Regions from separate parts of the Zea mays genome. Here all the other regions are linked to region 2. The links are chromatin contacts, called in public Hi-C maps. All regions are on one chromosome and are shown on one strand. The core of a region is the stretch at or near the end of the contact, and the rest is flanking DNA. Distances in the headings are between cores, read along the strand shown. Region 1 holds the start of LOC103638592 (ethylene-responsive transcription factor TINY). Region 2 holds the start of LOC100276479. Region 3 has its middle 19 kb from the start of LOC103638589.

Region 1 (3,435 bases), core at 182-2,681, 230 kb after region 2:
TAAGTAGTTAGAACACTCCCACTCCACAAAAACGATCGGACGCGAGCGCTCTTCCGGATGTGAGCGCTCTCCCTCTTCTACTCCTCTCTATAATCATACGGCTCTCAAACCAAATAAAGAACGGAACGACTCCGCTTTATTCTACTATTCAACCAAACAAAAAATAGAGCGACCATATTTTTTATGCCAAACACAGAATAGACCGGCTCTATTTTTAAATAATGGAATGGAATCACTCTATTTTGTTTGACTCTCCAGTACCCTTTAGTTGCTTGCGTCGTTCTCCCACAACCGCCTATCTGTCTTCCATTGACGCGATCGCAATCAGGCTTCGCATGCACATAAAAGACCGTAGAGAAGGAGAAGAGCGCAGCAGAATTGGAAAGGTACCCAGATGCGTCCGTATGTTTGCTACTGCCGTGCCAACGGTACGTACGTAGCAAGCCGTCGTTCGATGCAGATGCTTTCTGAGCTATTAACAAAGCATGCGATTTATATTTATATATACTGCAAAGAGAGCAAAGAGAGAGACGGGCAGATCGATTAGCTAGTTGCGTAGTTAACTACAGGGGTTCCATAAGAACGCACCGAGCTCCGAAGGCATAATGCCGTCTGGCTGCGCCGTCCAGAGCTGGTCCGTGGCGAGCCCGGTCCCGGGCACCATCATCTCCGCGACCTGCGCCGCAATGCTGCCGCCTGCCTGCATCCACGCGTTCGGCTCGTACGACAGCGGGTCGTCGGCGGCACAGTCGTGGAACGACGCCGTCCAGCAGAACACGTCGTCCGACGCCATGACATCCTCGTCGATCAACGGTAGCTCCACGATCTCCTCCAGGAGCTCCACATCGGGGTCGCCTACAACTAACGGCTGCCCCAGCACCTGCTGCGGCGACGAGGACGGCAGCGGCTCCGCCGCGCCCACGGGAACGTCCATGGCGGCGGCGCGCGCGGCCGCGGCCTGCACGTCGCGCGGCGCGGCGGAAGCCGGGCGCGGCAGGGACGCCGCCATCTCAGGGAAGTTGAGCACCGCGCCGCGGCCCTTGACCACTAGCGCGGCGGCGTCGTGGGCGCGCGCCGCCATCTCGGCCGTCGGGAAGGTGCCGAGCCAGATGCGGGACTTCTTGCGCGGCTCGCGGATCTCGGACACCCACTTCCCCCACGCCCGCATCCGCACGCCGCGGTACGCCGGGCTCCGCCCGCCGCCGCGCCTGCTTTTCCGACCCCTGGCAATCTTCTGCACGCTGCCAAGCGGCGACGATGCTGGGCTGGGGACATCCGAGTCCGGCATTGCCGCCAGTGCCACTGCCAGTGCCACCAAGAAGTGAGGCCTGCAGTGTGTGCGCGCGCGGGCAACGGAAATGCTGTGCAGGCCTGCTTGGTGCCGTAAGAGCTAGGCTAGAAGACTTGGTCCAGCTCGGAGATGGGTGTTGATTTGAATGCGAAGCGAAGAGGAGGGGGGGTTTAGTAATGGTTGGTTGGAGCGCACTGACACTGACGGCTCAACAAACTGAACGCTAGCTAGCTCTACTACACTGTCTGTAGATGACGCTCTCTTTTTGCTTGCGTTGTTCCATCTATGGATCCAGTCAATATCTGCCGGCAAGATGAACGGTACGGTGCAATGCAACGGATAAATTTTGAACCAGACCGTTGCAGCACCTTGGATAAAATTGCTCACGATCGCTAGACCACTACATAATCCAGCTATTAATAAGTTAATAATATCCAACTTGAATGAAAAGGTGCAAGGTAAATTCAGTGATGTCATTCATTGGACATCTGTACTATTCTAGAGCTGCACACGAACTGTGTATCTGTATGGCATCCTACACGAAACCGAGGCTACCGAGTCCAGATAATGTACCTGAACGTACACCTCGTCGTCCATTGCTGCGCTTACAATTAGGCCTCCACTCATGGTAATATTTCAGGAAGTGACACGGACTTCGAAGAATTTTCGCAAGAAACAGTGGGATTCCGTTATGGATTAATTCTATGGAATCCGCACAGTTCAAAACTGGGGGTTCATCAGTGCTACAAAGTTTGATGTGATACCACCATATGCACGCGATCCAGAGGCATGACGACTCCATCACTGTCTCGCAAATTTGATTTGGTTACCTCCTTCCCTCATTAACAAACAACTGACAAAAAAATGAGGATTTGATCTGACGCGAACCGTTATTCATTGACAACTGGAAGCGATTTTGATCGGCCGCTGTGAGTTGTTGGTAGTATCCCGTAGAATTGCCAGGCAATTAAGGCGATGATATATAACAACTGGAAATTCATTGGCCGGCCTATGATTGCTGAGTGGGATGCTAGGAGTAACGAAGATCCGTAGCTAACCCTAAGTCCATAAAGCAGTTGATGTAACACACGCAAGAAAGTTGAAGTTATATGGCTACTTAAATGTACGTGCTGTCTAGTAGTTAAATTAGAAATTGCTTTGCTTTTTTTTGTTGCAAAATTTACATGTACGTTCTAAGGCCATTCTTAATGAGTTCCATAGCGATGTTTTCAAAAGCATATAACGCAATAAGATAAACACGAATGAAATAGCAACCCTCAATGATATATATAGTGTCGGTATATCGTGAGTCCATGGCTTTCAATAATTACAGGAAGCCCAGCCACCCTATGTACCACACTCAACAAGGTGCATGCGGCCTGATGTGTCTCCCGCCATACACCAGGTCAAACCTTCCCACGTATGCGTGTAAGTCAAACCCTAGATCAAACACACAACCTCTGCGTGGGATGCACGTCATAATTGTGGTTATGTTTTTTTTGCACAAATGATGTAAATAGTTAATAGAAATAACGTAAATAGTTCATAGACATAGCATAAAAACTCCGCCCAGCCACTGGACCACATCCACACGCGCAGGCGCATACATATATATCCTATTTTTATGGCAGATCCGATAATTATGGCAGATCGTGAGAGTTTACATTGCATGTGTGCAAATTTTGGATGACATTTCCGTTTCCACTGCATGTGCACAAAAACACAAAAAATAGATGGCTCCAAAAATATAGAATCGCTCCAACAGCCATGTAGCTAGGCTCAATATATCCAGTTTATGATATATACGTGTAATACCTAAATTTGTAAATCATATAATAAGAGAATATTCCCTTTATCTATATGTGTGTACCACCTCTAGTTACTATCACATGTGAATAAACACCATCAAAAGGGGATTAACTAACCAATGACACTTAAATAAATCATGCATCATGTTGAACTTTTATGTTTGTGCATTAAATTTTGGCAAGTTTAAGAAAGAGGTGTCAATGTATAAGTTAGAATTTAACCAAAGAAATGCAATTTAGAGCAATGGATGATAAGTTAGAAATGAGACAGAAATAAGATGGCACTACATAAAGCAAAATAATAATAATAAAAGAATAGATTTTTTTACTTAATTG
Region 2 (3,705 bases), core at 1,122-3,621:
ATTTAGATGTTTCCTGTAGTGACAGCGAGCTCGACCTTGTGGTGTAGAGACTCGAGCATCTCTAGGATCTCGACTGCGATGGTGGCCACGCCAGCATGGAGGAACGACGAGGTCGGCTTTAGGAACAGGATGGGCTCCTGTAACACACTAAACACATGCAAGGTCAAATCCAGACTCCAGAGGTAGCATGGGAAGGAGTGGGGAGGGAGGTTGGAAGCATGGCAGCGTTTTGGGATCGAAGATGGGTGGTGCGCGACTACACCTTGGAGTCCGGGTTGTCGAGCTCCTCGTCGTTCCTCTGTGGTCCGATGACCGAGACCGGGACTACATAGATAGAGAAGAAATTTAGGGTTAGGGATTTTGGAAAACTTGAGGAGCATCACGGATTATGGAAGGCGTGGAGCGAGAGATGTGGATCCGTGATTATGGAAGGCGCGCGTGATTTTGGAGCGAGACTTGTGGATCCAAGGCGCGCGTGATTAGGGCAGCCGAGGCGCGGGAGCACAGCGAGCAGAGCGGAGGCGTGGGATTAGGGGCAGGGAGCAGAGCGGAGGCGCATAGAGCGGCGGCGCGGGATTTGGGGCAGAGAGCACAGCGAAGTCGCAGCTCACCACTGTGTCGTTGGCTGCCTTCCTCCGTGGTCCGGCCGCGGGGCGCAGACTGGGGTGCCCTCCACCGTGTCCGTTGTGCTCCCCCATGGCAAGGAGGTCGAAGCACCTGGGGCAGGGCGTGGTGGAGACGAACCTCCCGTATTGCTTCTTTAGGTTGGGCATGTCGTGGCCCCTAGAATTCGACGACCAACAATCCCGGGGAATGGGAGGGCGGGGGTGGCCGCGGACCATCACCACTTCCTTGGATGTAGCACAGGATCTGGGAGGTGAATGGAGAGCACGAGATCTGGGAGGTGAAGGGGATCGCGGGGGCAATCCCGTTGATTGTGGGGGCGACCGCGGACGTGGGGATGAGCGGAGGATGTCGCGGGTGGGAGTGGGAGGCAGAACCGTGGGTGTGGACGCCTACACTATTTGCTTAAGAGTAGTAGAGATTAAGCATGAGAGTTTTTAAGAGCTATTAACACTAGAGCTGATGCTTGTAGTTGCTATTTGGATGATTTTTATATTAACCACTTTGCTCTACTAAAATATACTTTATAGATAGAATTTTTATAGGTTATTAACACATATAGCCATCTAGATCCTTGTAATTGTGAGCCAAAGCAGTGGAGGACGGAGCAGGTCAAAAGAGGTGTGCATGGCAGCGAGGAGCTGCGTGTGGCGTATGCTCATGATCAGCGTTGGAGTGGTTATAGTGGGTGGGCATATGAGTAGCTTAAGGTTGGGGTACGTGTAGAGAAGAAGAAATTATAGTGAATTGCTATGTAAGTCACGATAGTGTTAAAAAATAGTAAATCTAAAAAAATATTAGGGCTTGTTCGGTTTTATGGCTTTAGAAAAGGATTATATGTCCTTCGATCACACCCAATCCTCAGCAACCAAATGAGTCATTAATGATTCTAGTGAAACTAAGAGTGTGTTTGGTTTGGCTTCTAGCTATAACTTTTGCCTCCCAAAAATCAAAAGCTAAATCAAAGACCTAATTGAGCCAACAACTTTTTTCAAAAAGCCGACTTTCGAGCAGTGCAGAATTAAAAGCACATCTAGACCATATTTTAGTAACTTTCGGACAAAAGAATCTTGTAAATATATGTAAGAATTTTTAATGGCTTCCACTAAACGATTTGTTGTTTTTTACGGCTCACATTTTACAACAATTTTTTTCGTATCTCACAATATATGACAGTTTTTTTATGGTCATAGTCCAACCAAATATATTCTAATTTGTGAAAGATAAAAATGCTATAGATGTGAACCTGTTTTCTTGTCAGTACCCCGTGAAAGATGTGACTAACACGCACATAATTACGCCGCACGCAGTACCATCCTTGTCAAAGCGTTGGCGTGCAGCGTACAGTAGAGTAATAGACCGATGATTGAATCCACCGTACAGTAGAGTAATAGACCGATAATTGAATCCACCGTACAGTAGAGTAATAGACCGATAATTGAATCCACCGTGCAACGCGCTAAGCGGCAGGTACGACGCCTGTCGCGAACGCGGGCCGGCAGGAGCACGAGGGGGGGTCACGAGCGACGAATCCAAGGCGCGACCGCAACCACGCCGCAGGCAGCGGTCCGGCCGCCCGGCCGAGGCCGGCAGCTCATCACGAGTGCCAGATCCAGTCGTGGCCAACGCCAACACAGCGCCCCCTCCCCACGACGCTGAAGTCCCAGATCTAACCACACAGACACAACCCACCACGTCGCCACCACCAACTAACCCATTAATCCATCAACGCCGGTCCTCCACGGTCACGCGGAAGTCACCGCCGCTCTGCCGCGCTCTCCCGTAGTCCCGTACCGCATCGCGTTCTTCGCTGGCCTCGCTGTCGTCTCATCGCCATTGGCGTTTCGCCTGCAGCTGCTCGTCCGCCAGAACCAAGCAGGTTCGTCCCTTCCTAGCCCGCCCGCCGCCTCGACGCTCATCTGAGCTGCGCTCCCCCTCCAACGTCGTACTACTCGCGTGGCGCTTTATCTCGTAGGTCTGAATCGGGCCTCCACCGAGTGTGTGACTCTCGCGCGGACGATTTTGCGTACTGCGTAGCATCCATGCGCGATTACCTGCGCGCTCGCTGCCAAGCGCGCAAATGTGTCCCGCCGCTCGCTTAGCTGATTCCGCGCCGCGTTACATCTGCCTCCTCTGTCTGCTACTCTGCTTCGCTCGTTCTCCAGGGGGACTTTCGTGGACAGCAGTTGTCACTATGTGACAAGGGTCTGCCGGTCTGGAGATGTTTCTGTGCTGAATTTGCTTGTTCCGCACAAGTGGATCGGTAAGTCCATTATTGCAGGTTCCTTTTCTGGGGTTCAAGCAGCATTGCGTTTGGCTTTGGGTGGGTCAGTGGCTGTGACCTGTAATGTTCCAGGCTGCAAATCCAGCAATGAAGATGAAAGTGACATTTCTACAATCATTCTTGCTAAATCCTGTCCGGCTTGCTGCCTATTTCTGGAATCTACCAGCTGACAGTTTGACCCCTTTGGAAACTGCTCATATTTTACTATTTCCACTATTTTTTTATTTGTCGCGTTTTAGTTCAAAAATGGACGACAAATATTCGAGAACGGAGTTAGTACTATATTACTAGCTTCTTCTGTTAGGAGTGATTTCTTCTGTTAGCAGTGGTTTGAAGGGGATTTGGAGGGAATTAAAACCCTTGCTAATAAAAAAATGAATGGAAAGAGATTTAATACCCCTTGATCCTTTTTGATCTCCATGCAATCGAACAAGCCCTTAGTCTGTGTCCTACCTGCTTGCTTTGACATAAGATGCCGTTGTTTGACAAGAATGTTTCTGATGTCTACATTTGGGCCTCAATAACTCAGTTTACATTCTGTTAACTAGCTTGTTTCTGAATTCTGCAAAACATATACTGATCTGGAAACTGCTTCCTGTAGCTGAGAGCATAAATTGCTACCATGTATGCTTTATTGTGCTTGTTGCTTGAAGAAAGGGGCTAAGCAGAGATGCATTCAATACTCCTCCATGAGTGCAACACATAAATTGATATTGAATTCTGTTTTCAGTTACATGGGCTTATTGGCCTTCGAAATGCTTCCTTTTATGTTCAACTTATCAGTTATCACTGTCTCT
Region 3 (3,691 bases), core at 929-3,428, 180 kb before region 2:
CGGCTGGAGGGATGAGGGGGCCACACTGCGGGTGGTATGGGCCTTCGCCTTGTATATTTTGTTGGAAGGCAATCGGGGTCACGAGGGGGCCACGTTGTAGGTGGTAAGGGCCTTCGCTTTGTATATCTGTGATCCCTTGCTCTAGTTCCTGAGCCTTTTGTTCGTCGTCCAGTATCATTTGTCGAACTTTGGCTTGCATGGTGACGCGCTGGCGTTTGGCTTCGAGTATTTCTTTTTGTTTTTGAAGGTGGTTGTTCTTGATGCGCAGGGCTTGCAGCTTTAACTGATCTTCGTCCGAGATGCATATAATCTAGTCGTCTTCTATGATGTCTTCGCCATCTGGATGAGCGAAGCCTAGTGGGCGTGTTCGTGGTGCCTCCTCGGAGCTACAGGTGCGCACAGTACCATTGGGCGTAGGCTGGTTGTCCTGGCGTTGCCTCTTGCTGTTGATGACATCATCTTTGAAGGCCTCCTGAAGGATATTGTCTGCAATGGGAGCCTTGCCTTTCTTCTCCACCAGGAGTGCTGCCTTCATTGCGTCGTCGACGGAAGCAGCGGCCTTCGAACTCGCTCTGTTGGGGGCCATCGCGGGTGGGTGCCAAATGTTGGAACTTGCTAATCCGGGGACAGCAAATTCTGACAATGAGAGAATGGAAAACAGTTAGATGCCGCTAAACACAAAGCGTTGGGGCAACAGTGTGTTTTTTCCATCCTCCGTAATGGCACAGTGCGTGTAACACCCCAGGTGTTACTGTACGCTTAACGACGAATACAGATGACTACCCAAAATATTTTATGAAGCTCGGACTTTAGTGACCTTCAAAAATGTCGAGTCCGATGCTGTTTAGATTGGTCATGAGCGTGAATGCGGCTTCGGAAAAAAATAGCTCGAGTTTGGTGTTGTATTCATCTCCATAATCTAAACCATTAAAAGGGTTTCATGAACTTTTGGATTACCTAATCTCGTTTGCTGGCGAGAATCGTAAAAATTAGAATGGATTAAATATGGTCTAAAATACCGATGTCATGGATTCAGTCCATTTACACCCTGTCCGAACTCTAACCTTTGAAATCGAATCTGGTTCCGTAAAATCCACTTTGAATTCTCTCGCGCCAGCTTTGCGCGCGTCCCTCTACGGCCTGGCATTGTGACGTGTGGCGAGCGCTAACCGGTGTCTGGACAGCGCACAGCTTCTCGCCCACGTTAACGATGTGTGTCGTCGCTTCCGAAAGAATCACACTTTCGATGCCGCATTGATCTCGCGTATTTATTTCGCGATATGTCAAGTCTTGTGCCCGTTTAAAATTTATAGATTAGAGAATAAGAATTCGGAAGCTCGACCCACTCGGATGATTTTTATCCTGAACAAATTAATTGGAACTCGACGAAAATGGTTTTCAGTCCGAAACAAACCAGACCAGTGTAATTAGAACTGAAAGCGAGTAATTACTGATTAATTTGGTTTAATAATTTATAGAATAAAATGTGTAGCCGTATAGTCGACTCATTATGCATCGCTAAAAATCCAAAAGTTTGAAATATCTACAATGTTCTTTAAATAAAAAATGGGAAATGGAAAAAATAAAAAAATATCTTCTCAGATTTTTTTTCCTCAGCCGATCCTCATCCCCACGCCGCCTTCCCTCAGATTTTTCGTTGCCGCTGCTGTTCTCTTATCCTCCCGTCGCTATCTTTCTCCCTCGGCTCACGGCGCTCCCTCCAGCTACTTCCAATGGCCGCAGTGCGTCCTGTTCGCCCTCCAGCGCTGCGCCCTGCTCCCAGCTCCCTTGCCGTGGAGCTCTCTGCGCGCCCTGCCTCTTCTACGCGCGCAGCTTCCTCGGCTGGCCGCGGTGCTCCTCCAGCCTCCCTCCCATGGCGTGCAGTTCTCTCTTCCCTCTCCACGGCCGCGCCTCCCTCTAGTCTTCAGCAAGCCGCGGCAGCAGCACCCAGTCTCCATCTTCCTCCCCATCACATCCCGCTCCCTCGTTACCAGGTACACGCGCGCGGTCTCCTGCTCGCCGGGATGGCCCTCCTGCTGCCCGCCCATGGCGCCCAGCCGAGGCCCCTCCCTCGGTCGTGCTCGCCCTGGTCACGGCGGCGTCGTCAGCATCCGACCAGGATCGGCCATGGCGAGCCCCCTCCCGTCCCTGCTCCAGTCCTTGTCCTTGCCACCGATTCTCCGTGACGCAGCACCCTATCTAGAGATGGCCAAACGGGCCGCCCGGCCCGGCCCGGCCCGGGCCCGGTGAAGCCCGGCCAAAAACCGGGCCGGGCCTGCTGTGCCATCGTGCTCAAGTTTCTGTCCAAGCCCGGCCCGCAGCGGGCCTAAACGGGCCGGGCCGGCCCGTTTAGCACGAAAAAAACGGGCCGAAAAGCGGGCTAAGCGGGCCGGTAAGCACGTTTTAGTGTAAAAAAACCGGGCTTAACGGGCTTAGAGGTAAACGGGCCGTGCCGGGCTAGCCCGCCGTGCCTAGTTTCTTGTCCAAGCCCGCCCGCTTATTCTACCGTGCCGGGTTCGGACCGGGCCCAAAAAGCGGGCTTCGTGCCGGGCTCACGGGCCTCGTGCTTTTTGGCCATCTATAACCCTATCCCTGCTCGTGCTCGACACGCCAGATCGACAGCCGCCAATCCCTGCGTTCGGCCTCCTTCCACTGCTCGGTCATGGTGTCCGAGTTCTGGGCCGGGGTTGTGCGCGTGGCCTCGTCGGTGGTCGCGAACTCGCCAAACTAGCACCCTAGCCACCAACCTCCGTTCACCTCGACGACGGAACGTGTCACTGCTCCATCCATGGCTGCGAGTCTACCTCCGCCGAGCTGCCAGTCTCTAGCTCCTCCGGCTATTCTGCTCGCTCGACAACTCGTCACCACTGGGTCTACGCCATCGGCTCCTCGTCTGGCTTTAACTTCGTCGTGGCCAGCAGCTTCAATTCTGTGAGCGTCCAACGCCGCCCCCTGGTTCACTCTCTCCGTACGCACATCGCCCTTGTCCCCTGTCCGTGTAGCATATCTCCGCGCTCTGCGTCATCGCCGTCGTTGCTTTTGGAGTTCGTCATGACGCGCTGTCGATGATCTGAGTATAACGGGTGATCTTTGCAAGTTCACCTAGCTTCGTGGTAATTAATTTTGATGGCGATCTGCGTTACTTAGCGCTATGTTTGTTTCCTTTGTGTGTTTGTGTTTCGATGTTGAAGCCGAAGCCAGCGTGATGCTTCTCAGTTATCTATACTATACTTAAAGCATCAGTTTCAACAGTCGTCATGCATTATTTTTTTACAAATAACTCCTCACAGCTATTTTAAATTAATCCGTTGCACGTCTATAGATGTCAAACGACGCCCAACATGGGCTAGATGCACGTGGGCCACAACTGTGGCACATGCACGTCATGTCGGCCTGCTAATTGTGTCGGGCCAGACCGTTAGCCTGTTGATCCATTTAATTAAATCAACGTAACGACGCTCGATACGGGCTAGATGCACGCGGGCCACAACTATGGCACAGGCACGTCATGCCGGCCTGCTAACTGTGTCGGACCAGCTCGTTAGCCCGTTAATCCATTTAATTAAATCAACGTTAAAAAATGGTGCAGGAGGTGGGGTTCGAACCCATGCCCTGATGGAAGAAGGGCGGAAGACACTGGGTGAAACTGTCTAACCAGTAGAACATCACGCTAAGATGTTTTTAATATTGA

The links. A called contact is a pair of places that touch in the nucleus more often than the background predicts.
Region 1: a contact with region 2 is called in a Hi-C map of tassel, with 2.4 times the contacts expected there. The contact joins the promoter of LOC103638592 here to the promoter of LOC100276479 in region 2. A contact is called at or near these places in 2 of 25 Hi-C or Micro-C datasets (ear and tassel).
Region 3: a Hi-C map of tassel shows a contact between it and region 2, with 5 times the contacts expected there. The contact joins the enhancer-like site here to the promoter of LOC100276479 in region 2. A contact is called at or near these places in 5 of 25 Hi-C or Micro-C datasets (ear, leaf, leaf mesophyll and 1 more).

The regions. Positions count from the first base shown.
Region 1 is chr9:80,657,725-80,661,159 of Zm-B73-REFERENCE-NAM-5.0, forward strand. LOC103638592 (ethylene-responsive transcription factor TINY) reads right to left here and starts at 1,432. Exons shown (of 1, transcript XM_008661467.2): 1 at 115-1,432. The coding sequence starts at 1,288. The coding sequence ends at 560.
Region 2 is chr9:80,423,180-80,426,884 of Zm-B73-REFERENCE-NAM-5.0, forward strand. It overlaps LOC100276479, which reads left to right and starts at 2,372. Exons shown (of 3, transcript NM_001150257.1): 1 at 2,372-2,503.
Region 3 is chr9:80,245,788-80,249,478 of Zm-B73-REFERENCE-NAM-5.0, forward strand. No RefSeq gene overlaps it. Among protein-coding and RNA genes, the nearest start is that of LOC103638589, 19 kb to the right of the region's middle. Within about 2 kb of position 2,179, at least 13 of the 20 cell types and tissues checked have an H3K27ac peak or open chromatin away from gene starts, as enhancers often do. A contact at or near this core is called in ear, leaf and tassel, where this site is marked.